Regions from separate parts of the Mus musculus genome. Here regions 1 and 3 are each linked to region 2. Evidence: chromatin contacts called from public HiChIP or PLAC-seq data. All regions are on one chromosome and are shown on one strand. Each heading gives the region's core, a stretch centred on a gene start, on an enhancer-like site or on the middle of the called end of the contact. The rest is flanking DNA. Distances are from core to core; before and after follow the strand shown.

What was found. HiChIP or PLAC-seq counts read pairs in DNA pulled down with a chosen protein or histone mark.
Region 1: an HNF4G HiChIP or PLAC-seq map of pancreatic cancer cells shows a contact between it and region 2. The contact joins two enhancer-like sites.
Region 3: a contact with region 2 is called in a FOXA1 HiChIP or PLAC-seq map of pancreatic cancer cells. The contact joins two enhancer-like sites. A contact is called at or near these places in 1 of 39 promoter capture datasets (hippocampal neurons) and 2 of 115 datasets of contacts at active chromatin or transcription factors (embryonic stem cells and pancreatic cancer cells).

Annotation. Positions count from the first base shown.
Region 1 is chr6:115,499,502-115,503,315 of GRCm38.p6, forward strand. No RefSeq gene overlaps it. Among named protein-coding and RNA genes, the nearest start is that of Gm36301, 18 kb to the right of the region's middle. Within about 2 kb of position 1,775, at least 43 of the 459 cell types and tissues checked have an H3K27ac peak or open chromatin away from gene starts, as enhancers often do. A contact at or near this core is called in pancreatic cancer cells, where this site is marked.
Region 2 is chr6:114,887,709-114,891,504 of GRCm38.p6, forward strand. It overlaps Vgll4 (vestigial like family member 4), which reads right to left. Exons shown (of 5, transcript NM_177683.3): 2 at 2,909-3,098. Among named protein-coding and RNA genes, the nearest start is that of Vgll4, 32 kb to the right of the region's middle. Within about 2 kb of position 1,508, at least 214 of the 459 cell types and tissues checked have an H3K27ac peak or open chromatin away from gene starts, as enhancers often do. A contact at or near this core is called in pancreatic cancer cells, where this site is marked.
Region 3 is chr6:115,525,752-115,529,808 of GRCm38.p6, forward strand. Gm36355 (a long non-coding RNA gene) reads right to left here. Exons shown (of 7, transcript XR_869382.3): 7 at 1-2,016. Among named protein-coding and RNA genes, the nearest start is that of Gm36301, 8.3 kb to the left of the region's middle. Within about 2 kb of position 1,915, at least 17 of the 459 cell types and tissues checked have an H3K27ac peak or open chromatin away from gene starts, as enhancers often do. A contact at or near this core is called in pancreatic cancer cells, where this site is marked.

The DNA of each region.
Region 1 (3,814 bases), core at 525-3,024, 610 kb after region 2:
TTGACATCCCAAAATTTCAGGCCTCCCAGGGAGGCAGGCCAGAGGACAGAACTCTGGCTGTCCATCAGAGGCCCACGTCCTTCGCTGCCTGAGCATGTGTTCTCAACTCAGAGCCACCCAGGCCTGGGCCAGGCTGCAGCCTGCGCTCATTAAGGGCCTGGGGCCGCTCCAACCTGAGTGAGTTGGCTGCCTCCAAGGGCAGGGGAGGGGACACCGGATGGCTGGTTGGTTCCCACCCGAAGCCAAACTGCTTAGAGAAGGGCGTTGTGCTGAGTCAGTTGCTGGCAGCTCGGCCTGGGGTCCCTGGCCACCCTGCCTGCCAGATGGGCCAGCTCCAGGCAGGCCTCTGAGGAGCCCACGTTATGCCTCCAAGGAGCCCGTGTTATCGACGACGCTGCCGCTGCTGCCACAGTGGTGGGCAACATGCCTTGGAAAAGCTGCACTATGGCCAGGCCTCCCAGGGCTCCCGGGGTGGGACAGCTGCTGATGAAGGGGGACTATTTTTTTTTAAGGAGCTGCCTCCTACTGACAAGATGCTAGCCAAGGTTTTCTCCTTGCTCTGTTGCCTGATGAGGGTGACTATTCTCTCAAACACCACGCGCAGTCTTTGCTCCTCAACTGCCTTCCACCTCCTGAGTCCTGGCTCAAGCTTAGCAAGGCAGTGTTTTGGGGTCAGGACACAGCCAGGAGCACACGGCAAGGGTATCTAAGGCAGAGGAGCCCCTAACGCAGAGGTCACATGCAGAGTGAAGGCAGGGCTCAGAGAAGCCAGCAGAGGACGGGGATCAAGGAGTGCTGGGAGGTGAGGGAGGACCGCAGACCTCCAAGACGCTTCAGCCTTGCAGGGGCTTCTGGGCAGAGAGATGCTAAAGCCAGAAGCAGGGCCCGGAGAAGGTCAGAAAGGAAACAGTCTGCGGAGGCACCGCCCAGGGAGACAGGTGGCAATGAATGTGTAGGACATGCCAGGAAGAAAACCAACACACAGGCCTGGGCTCCAGCCCCGAAAGCCACGGATGCGGGGGACAGATGTGTAAGACAGCACAGTATCTGCATAGGACCACCGTACACCCTTCTGTAAGTTCAAAACTATGTCTGAGTTAAAATACTCAACCCAGCAAAGGTGCTGTGTAAACAGGTGCCACATCGGTTTGGGAAACAATGACCCAAGTCTGCCCACGCTTAATACAGACACAATTTTCCCTAATATTATATGCAAAATTGTTTGAGTTCACTTATGTGGAAACCATGGATACTAAGAGTTGACTATCATTTTTTTTATTTTGTTGTTGTTGTTGTTTTTAAGTTTCAAAATCACACTTAAATTGTCCTTTGAAAGCCAAATATGTCTCACTTGAGTCCAAGGACTTCCAAAAAGAAAAGCTCTTCCCAAAATGGGGTGTTCCCTTCCTCTTATGGCTTCATATGCCCCTAGGACAGGGCTGTGCACCCCACTCTAAGAAACACGAGCCCTATCGGCCTTTAAAGAAAAGACTTGAGTTGCTGAATGTCACACGGGTGAGAGTCTCTTCTAGCCAAGCACAGCTACCATTAAAGAGCAGAGCTTGGGGAGAGGAAGGTGGGGGGTGGGGGGTGGGGGTGACCTGAGGTCAGCAGAAGCAGGACAAGGAAAAAGGAGAGCCCAGTGTCAGTAAATATTCACTGGCCTTGCCTGTCCCCAGCTCTCCTCAGCCTCTAGGGACACAGAGATAAGGCTGGTGTGACTCAGGCCACCAAGGAACTCACTTTCATGGAGATAAACACAGAAGCTGGCAGCCACAGGACAGCCTGGCAAGCAGAGGAAGCCAGAGGGCTGGAGGCAGGGTGGGTGAGGCCGGATGACCTTGGGCAGGACTTCTGGAACCTTCCTGGGACTCTTCTTATGTAGCTTAAGGAATGCACAGCTACCCCCGGGGGTCACAGTGAGGAGGCACGGAGGTAAAGCAGGGCCAGCACTGCCCACTCTGCTCCCCACCCCCACCCCAAGGGTTAGTGCTGGGGACAGATTGCAAGTGAAGATAACCTCATCTTCCAGCTGGTGTCAGCTGCCACCTAATATCAGAAGGGATTATTTGAAATTTCCCAGGCAGGCTGAGCTATGGGCTTTCCAGTCCCGTGAAAGTGGGGAAGAAAGTCAACTTGGCTTCACAGAGGAGGTGACATTGGAGACCAAGTCTCAAAGGAGGATTTATGAAACAAGAAAGAAAGAAACGCTAGGTGAGGGGCTCGTGTGCAAAGGCATATGGGGAAAGCAGTGTTTCTGTTTCACTAAGCCTAGGGCACTTGGAAGAAGCGAGTCAGAGCAGCAGAACAAAATCAATCAGGCTAAGAGAGCTCGGCAAACCAGACCAGTGAGGCTGGAGCTCATCCTAGGGAGAGTGGGAAGCCATAGAAGACCTTCAGCAGCTATGCTTGCTTTCCTGAGAAAGTCACATCTGTAAAGGGAAAGGTTTGTTCTGGCTCAGGTTCAGGGCTTTCAAATCCATGGCTGGTTGGTCACATTGCTTGGGGCTGTGATGAGGTTGTGCACAGTGGTGGCTATATTGCAAACCAGAAAACAATGAGAGGAGCAAGCTGAGGCCCTATCTATAGTCCCCTCAGGAATACACATGATGACCTAAGGCCTCCAAGGTCCTGCTTCTCAAAGTTCCCCTGTCGTCCTCCTTGAGCCATCACCCTGGAAACCAGACCTTAACACGTGAGGCTTTGGGGGAACATCCGAGATCCGACCTTCCAAGCTAGAAAGTAGCATAGCTGATACTCGACTTGAGATCCCTTGGCCAGCCACTGGGAAGACAAGGGTGATGGGAAGACCACAAGTGGTAGCAGCGGTGGGAGGGGATGGCTTTGGTCATAGAAACAGAGGGAACAGACAGATGTGGGAACAGTCTTGGGGAGTGCAGAAGACAATGATCAAGTTTTGACTTGGTCACACAAGCTGTGTGGTGGTGCTTCACCTCCTGGGAAAAGATTACCTGCAGGACCCCAGGTCAGGTGTCTAAATCGCTATGGGATGCAATGGGAATCTGGATCTTCAGGGTGCGATGAGCTGGAAGATACAGGAGGGTCATGGGAGAAAGTACTGCCAACCACGCATCAACCACAGTAAAGGGCAGTAGAGGAGCCATCTTGACTCTCCAGGCCCCATCTCCCCCACTGAAGTCGACAGGCAGCTTGACACATTTTTTTTTTCTTATTTTCTTTTTATCCCTGAAAAGATTCTCCAAATATTTATCAGGCACTATTTTTGTGCTGGGGCCATTGGAGAAGTTACTCCCAACCAGCTGCCAGTTCTTAAGTCATCCCAGACAGAGACATGTGTCAACCCATTTCAACAGTGAGGACTGTATCCATTTCAAAGTTCTTCAAAGGCATGTAAGCAATGACGCTAAGACTGGAACTTAGTCTTCTGGATCGGTAACACTGACAACCCTTCAAATTGGCAGGGCCAATGACCCCCAGGGTGGAGGGTTAGAGGCCTCCATGGATGGTCCTCACCCCAGATACAGGAAGTCCCATCCAGCGCCTCTCATACCTAGACACATGCACCACAGAGAGGATGTGCCTTGTCCTGCCTCCTTCATAAATCTTTACTCTATCTGGTCACTGTAAGGAATACTTCTCAGAATACACCTTACCTTCTAGAGTTTTATAACCGCAAAGGTGGCAAGGCCCAAGGGCAGAGTCCTTTTCTTCTTAAGTCCCTTCTCCCTATTGGCCCATGTCTCCATTTGATCACCTCCACCTGTGGCCCTGGACCTAAGCCAGGGTCCAAACCTAGGTCTGCAGCGACTGACACTCAGTAGCTTGCGCTGTG
Region 2 (3,796 bases), core at 258-2,757:
CACATTCTCTTTCAAGATACAAATACACTAGGGTCATTTCTGACCCCATAGATAGTGGCCCTAATGTCCTCTTAGTCACAAAATAAAGAGGGACACGCCACAGCTCAAACAAGACACATCTACAAGTCAATCAACATACATGCCAAGTACCAACAACACGAGTGAGCAAGATTGAGAAAACACCTAGTGTCAATGTTTGGTCTCCACACACACCTACACATATGTGCACCTTCATGCACATACATGAACATGCACACAGAATTTATATGTGTATTTTACTATAATTTTTTTTTAAATGGGGAAAATCCACCTACCTGGATTTTCCTTTGGGAGCCCAGAGAGCCTGGCAGAATGAGGGCACAGTTTCTAGTTTTCCTCAAACTTTGCATAATGATGCTAACTGGGAGCTGAGCACCAAATCTGACGATTCTTCTCTCATTTCCACAGTGCTGGGGGCTACGTGAGGACCATGGGCACCAGGCAGATGCTGCCATTCAGCCATACCACTGCTACCCCTCACCATCCTGTAGGCTTAAAGCTCTTTAGAGTGTCGACACAGACCGGTATTTCAAGCTCTTGTTTTCAATCACCAAGGAGCTACAAAATGATTTCTCAACTATTTTAATACTCTAATGTTTTTAACTACAGCCAGGCATGATGGTGCCCGTCCATAATCCCCATGATGGGAAGGCAGAGGCAGGAGAATCAAGAGTTCAAGGCTAGTCAGGGCTACCTAGTGAGTTCAAGGCCACTCTGGGTCACGGAAGCCGGGCCACCAGGCACTGCACTAGATCCTTACAATAATCTAATGAGAAGGCATACTCACTGCCCCGTGGGACAAGAAGAAGGTGGCATCTGAGCCAGAGTACCCAGCCTAAGACACACATTCTCAAACACTCATCACACTCGTGTTTTCTGCTGTCCCCACAGCCAACATCTGCACAGTGAGGTTATGAATAATAGTATCCACCTGAGTATTTCCTTGATTTAACTCTGAGATTCTCAGTCTGCCAGCCCGATCACTGCCATCTGACAGTAAGGACATGGGGCCCAGAAACACCAGGTCTCACAGCTGGTAAGCCACAGCAGGAGGACTTCAACTAAAGCATGGCCCCAGTCTACACAGTCACAAGGCTGCCTCTTCTTCCCTTCCCCTCCCTTGAAAAAATAAAACAAAGGGTCAAGAGTCTCTCATTTGGGTTTGGGAAAGTTGGATGGAGGGTAGTACAAGCATGGATGCCAGGCCTCTCAGCGAGGAGCGCCATCTGATTCCCTCCCAGGCAGTGAGTGAGAGAGGGCGCTGTTCTGCGCAGCCTCCGCTGCTAGATTCCTGAGTGTAGCAAATTCCAGGCTCCAGACTGCAGGCTCAGCCTCTGACTAACACTACAGTGATTTATTTGAGGATAAATACCTCTGTCAGTGTCTTATGACTGAACACAACAGAGCAGGCAGATTGGCATGCGCGGAATGTGAGGACGCGGGCTGAGGCAGCAGAGGCCAGAGCCGCCTCCAGCTACAGAGCGCGGTCTGCAGGAGGGACCCTGCACTGCACCTGCTGCTGCCAGCATCAGCCAGCCCGGGCTGGGGAGCAATCCCAGTGACTACAAACCACTCATCTGCACATGGGGACACGGACTGGCTACACAACTGCCACAGCCCAGACACCAAGTCCTGAAAGTGCAATGTGACATACACTGTCTTAGCCGGCCAGACCATGTCACAGATTCAGAGAACGCCAGCTTAAGCCGCTTTGAGTTGAAAATGGGTTTAAGAGATAGGCTGGAGAGAAGGCTAGGCAGTTAGGAGAACTGGCTGCTCTTCCAGAAGACCTATCGACATACATGCAGGCAAAACACCAATGCACATAAAAATAAATAAAATCTTTAAAAAAATAAAAGAAAGAAAATAAAGTTTGAAAGAAAGAGAGAGAGAGCGAGAGAGAGAGAGAGAGAGAGAGAGCGAGAGAGAGAGAGAGAGAGAGGAAGGAAGGAAGGAAGGAAGGAAGGAAGGAAGGAAGGAAGGAAGGCAGGCAGGCAGGCAGGCAGGCAGGGCAGTGGTGGCACACGCCTTTAATCCCAGCACTTGGGAGGCAGAGGCAGGTGGATTTCTAAGTTCGAGGACAGCCTGGTCTACAGAGTGAGTTCCAGGACAGCCAGGGCTATACAGAGAAACCCTGTCTGGAAAAGAAAGAAAGAAAGAAAGAGAGAGAGAGAGAGAGAGAGAGAGAGAGAGAGAAGAAGAAGAAGAAGAAGAAGAAGAAGGAGGAGGAGGAGGAGGAGGAGGAGGAGGGGGAGGAGGAGGAGGAGGAGGAGGAGGAGGGGGAGGAGGAGGAGGAGGAAGGGAGGGAGGGAGGGAGGGAGGGAGGGAGGGAGGGAGGGAGAGAGGGAGAGAGAGAGAGAGAGAATGAGGATCAGAGAAGACACTAGGGTAATCCAATCAATTGCAATGCCAATCAAGGATCTGACACCAAGAGATGTCACCATGGCTCCAGGCTACCCCCAGCTGCACAGTGCGGTGCATGGTCACAACAGGGTGCAATACTGAACGCCCATGCAACAGCCTTCCACTTGGGTAACTCACAAACACCCAGTATCGATTTGCATAATGGCCAGCAGAGGAGACTGGCAAGCAAAAGCCAAGTTTTCCAAACAGCACCCATAGTTCACCTTCAGGGCTGCTCCCCTCCAACATGAGAGGTTGTCGGAGTTGAAAAGAAATAAGATGTCATCTCTGCACCAGTCACTAAAGTCAGCTCGACACCTTCCTGTCATATAAACACCACCTATCTTTTATAAACAACGTCCTCTATCAATAACTAAGGAAATCATGATGACGTGATGGGAGGAAAGGTGAAGGGAAACACAGCCCAGCCCAGAGCAGGCAAGATCCCAAAGAGGGTGGAACTTACAAATGGGGGCTGAAGATGCGGCTCATCTTGGAGACGTGGTCGTTTTCACAGTCCAAGTCCTTGTCCCCGGGCTCCATGCTGAATTTCCTCTTGCTGGGGCTGATGGGAGGCGGGCCTGTGCGGTGACTGCTGAGCGCAGAGGCCACCGGGAGGGTCTGCATCCTGGGTTCTCCCCTGAGGGAAGCTTCACCTATGCAAAGAAAATTAGGATGTTATCAGCAGTCGGGCGGGAAGGCGGGAGGAGCGCCCCATTGTGGTCTCCACAGTCCCCCAGCTCCCTGGCGCCTGGCCCGGCCCCTTGCAAAACTCTGTGTGGAAAGTTTTGGCAATACAGCAGGCAGCCTGCCATTCTCAGAACATGGTCTGGGCATGCAGCCACTGCCAAGCAGGGGACATTTGACATCAACAAGGTTTGCCAGCACTAGCTCCTCAGGGTAGAGTTTAAAACGAAAAGTTGCTATAAACAGCAGAGAGAGGGAAACTGATCGTGAGCAATCCCCACAGGGAAGTTAAAACTCGGAAGGCCCTTTGATTCTCAGGAACTCAACCCCATACCTTTATAAGAAAGTGCACAAAACTGCTGTCGACAAGCTGATGTTGCTGTTTTTATTACATTTTTTGAAACGTGTGTGTGTGTGTGTGTGTGGTGTGTGTGCGCGTGTGTGCGCGCGCGCGCGCGCGTACAATGCCCATGGAGGCCAGAAGAATTGTTGGATCCCCTCGAGCTGGAGTTACAGGCAGTCGTGAGCTGCCCAACATGGATGCTGCAACAAGTGCTCTTAACCACTGAGCCACCTCTCCAGTCCCAAGCTGCAACTCTCAAAATGTGTTTCACAGTTAGGTGTTCATGAGGGCTGTGACACAGATCTGCTTTGACAGTCAGTCTGG
Region 3 (4,057 bases), core at 665-3,164, 640 kb after region 2:
TGATAGCAATATTTTGTACATAATATACTTATTTAGTATCGAGAACATGGGGGAAGGTGAAGTCAGCGCACAGCCAGGGAGGCTCCTTTGCAGCCCAGGTCAGGTGGGAGGGAAGAAAGAGGCACCTGACCTGGGAGCAGTGACTTCCGGGAACCACCGCCGGTCCAGGCAGTGTCTGGGACACTTCCTAAGGATTGTGACCTGTGGTGGCAAGTGGGAAGACTAATTAAAGGAAACCAAAGATAAGTGGAGCTCCTCCCCCCTCCCAACCCAAGCACACTTGACTTTCTGCTACTGATACCCGGCAAACTACAGGCAGGCTTTGCGTTGTTGCTTGTTTGCAGTATGGTTTTGTTTGTTTGTTTGTTTGTTTGTTTGTTTGAGACAGGATCTCAGAGAGTCTAGGCTGGCCTCAAACTCCATAGGTAGTCAAGGATGGTCCTGAACCCCTAGTCTACACCTCCCAAATCCTAGGATTACAAGTCTGTACCACCATGTCAGGGTAATGTGGTAGCAGGGATGGAACTCAGGGCAAAGAAGTCAGGGAATCTGTCTGTCTGGACCCAGGTAGGCACTCTCCACCTGGAGAAGTGGGAGACCAGAAAACAACAACAACAGCGCACACACACACACAATTCCTCAAAAGTCAGATGGGGGGGACTGGGCCCTTCATTGTATGCCTTTCTAGCCATGTTGTTTGTGCACTGGCTGCAGGTGAGAAGCCTGTGACCAGTGGTGCAAGGGACAGAGGTGCCCTGCACAGCAATTTCTAGAGGAATGGAAACAGGCAGTGGTAGAATGGCCCAGAAGGTGTCTGAGGAACAGGCAACGCTACTGGAGCTCGGGGGAGACAAAGGGCAGAAACACTGGAAGAGGGGATTTCTTTCCAACCCAGTGAATATTTCAATTAGTGGTTCTACTTCTTGGTTATTGGTTACTTAGTTGTTTTCATGCTAGGTTAGTTGGTTGGTTGGTTGGTTGGTTGGTTGGTTGGTTGGTTGGTTGATTAGTGGCTCTGTTGGTTAGATGATTGATTGTTCAGTTGGTTAGTCAATTGGTTGGATGACCAGTTGGTTTAGTTGTTCAGTCCATTGATTCATTGGTTGTTGAATGATGGTTATCCCATTAGTTGTTTACTTGGTTGGTTGGTTGACTGTACAGTTGGTTGTCTATTTGGTTTCTGGGTCAGCTGATTAGTTGGTTGGTTGGTGGCTTAGATGGTTGGCTGGTTGCTTGGTGGTTCAACTAGTTGCTTGATTTGCTGGTTGGCTGCTGGTTGGTTAATTTGTTGGTTGGTCGCTGAGTTGGGAATTGTCAATATGGACAAATCTTAGGTTCTGTTGCCTATTTGAAATATTTCCTGGACTTCCTTAAGAAAATTCCATCTGAGACTGAGATACAGTTTAGTGGTACACTTCACTTGTCTAACATGTGAAGTGCCGAGGTCCACCTCCAGCACCACAAAGAAATCAGAGGAGAAGAGAGAAGAGTGGGGTAAATGGAGAGGGACAGGGCAGTTCCAGAACCTAATCCACCTCCTACTTACATGAAAGCATTTGTCCATTCAAGAAAGATTCATCTGGGCTTCCTCTTACAGCTCTATGAGGCCATTTGATATATAAACTCCTTGTTCAAGTTCATGGGATCTGTCCACAAAGGCTTGGCTTCCTGTTAGTGCCAAGGTCATGGATGTGGTAGGAGCTTTTAAGAGTACTGCTACCTACCAGGGACTGTATCCCTCTCTTTCTCACACACAACACACACACACACACACACACACACACACACACACACACACAGGACTGGAGCAGCCTGGAGGCACCTAGAAAGCTCTCAAGGGCACTGAGTTATCAGGCGTGTCCTCCAGTCTCCACCAGGTCTGGTCTTTGCTGATGGCTGGCGATAGGGCTCCTCTGTGGGCCAGCCTCCACTGCCTTGCTCTTCAGCAAACATTCCAGGGGGGTTGTTCAGCCTGCGGTTAATGTGGGTTGCCATTCATTTCATCTATATCACAACCTGGAAGCAAACAAACAGAAAGCTATATAGATTTTAAAAGTCTAAATTAAGTCATAATGGGGCGCAGAGGATCTGGTTAAATTTGCAAAAAATAGATTTGCTAATTCCTCTGTTCTCTGTGCCAGTGCAGAGGCGACACACTTTACTAATAGCGAGACCAGGACAGCTCCAGGCTGTTCCTGCCTTCCTGCACTCCCCTCAAGTCCTCCACAGTTCTTAGGGAAAAAGAGGGGATCCTGTGGGCACAAAGGCAAACAGGGAGCAACTTTGAAGATATGTATGAGCCAGAGTAAGGCTAACAGAAGGCCCAGGAGCCAGGCCCTGTGCACACTGCTCACACTCCCACCCTGTGTCTTCAGAGTGAGCCAACAGGTAGCTCACTGCCATCCTTATCTGCAGTTTCTCCATCCGACATGTCTTGAAACTTTCCAAGGTTAAAGATGGCATCTGTACTGAACACGCACAAATCTTTCTCTGTGCAGTTGTTCCCTAAACACAGTAAACTGTCTATCTCTCTAGCACGTGCTCCTCATCCAGTATTTGATGCAACCCAAGATTTAAGGGTCTCAAAAGGATGTGTACAGGCGGGTCCTATGCAAGTGCCATGACGTACTACAAAAGGGGGTCTCAACCCATCGCAAGGACTGTGGAGGGGGGAGCTCCTATCCCCATCTGTCAGATGAGACAGATAAAGCTCCAGCAGGCAAGCCCTGTGCCTGAGGTCATAGTAGGCTTTGAGTTCTGCTAGTAGCAACCAGGGGCCCAAGTTGACTGTTTCAAAGATCCCCCAGGCTTGTTATCCTGCTTCATCTTCCTGTACCGGGGTTTCTCTATGTCTCACCAGCCTGTTGGTACAAATGAGTCACCTAGACAACTGGCTATCATCTCACCAGCCCAGCCCCAGCCCTGGCCCCCTGCTCACCTGGGTCTTTAGCCACCCACCTCAGCACTTCCTAGAGCAAGAGTCCCTGAGATGTCCACGATCTCTTCTCCTTCAAAGTTTACCCAGTCAAGAACACCACGGAACATGGCAGAGTGGGCTTTCTGGGGCTAGAGAGATATACCCCACTAGAAGTAGGGGAACAGGGTTCTGGTGGCCCCATGAGCAAGCAACCTCAGTGCTGCCCTCGCCCTTAGGAGCTTCCCTGTAGAGGGAAGATGGGTACTGTTGGTTCTCAGCATGTCCCCCAAGCAGCTACAGACTGGGACACGGGACCTCAGGAAGACACACACTAGTAGTGTCACCATGCAGCCAGAGTGCCATGGAGAGAGCTCGAGAAGAGAATGGAAGGATTGTGGGAGGGGACATGCCTGGCTGGGCAGAAGCCCATGCTACCAGTCACAGAGGGTTCAACAGTCCAGGTTCAGTGCTGTGAACCTTTATTACCACTGCCCACTTCCAAGCCAAGTAGGGTAGGGACAAGGAAACTGTTGGGGCTCAGAGGGACCAAGCCACTGGTCTGAAGTCACAACACCAGTGGTGAGCTTTTGTAGAATCAGATCTGAGGGTCCCCAACTTTATATTCATGAATGTTGTCTTTACCAGTGTGAGACCCAGCATTGAGAAACTCAGCTTCTATAATATTCAGTCAAAGCCCTTGCTATATTGACTGCAGTTCTTAGGATAGGACCTTCCATCATCTTTCCATCCACACAGTGAGCAGGACAGGAATTCCCTGAATTCCAGCAGGATCCAGGGAGCAGGCTTTCACTCAGAGGCTGTGGATGTGACCCAGCACTTGCCTCGCCGCAAGCTTGAAGCCCTGGATTCTATCCCTAGTACTGCATAAACCAATGATGGGACACATGCCTGTAATCCCAGCCCTTGGGAAGAAAAAACAGGAAAGTCAGAAGTTCAAGGTCATCCGAACTTTCTCAGAGCGTGGCTATATGAGTCTCAGAAAGAGGAGAGGGAGCATGGGAAAGAAGCTAGAAAACAATAAACAGCCATTTTATGTCAATTTAAAAATTAAATATTGCAGGTACCTGGAAAGGTACAGCAGTAAAGAGCACTGACTGCTCTTGCAGAGGACCCAGGTTC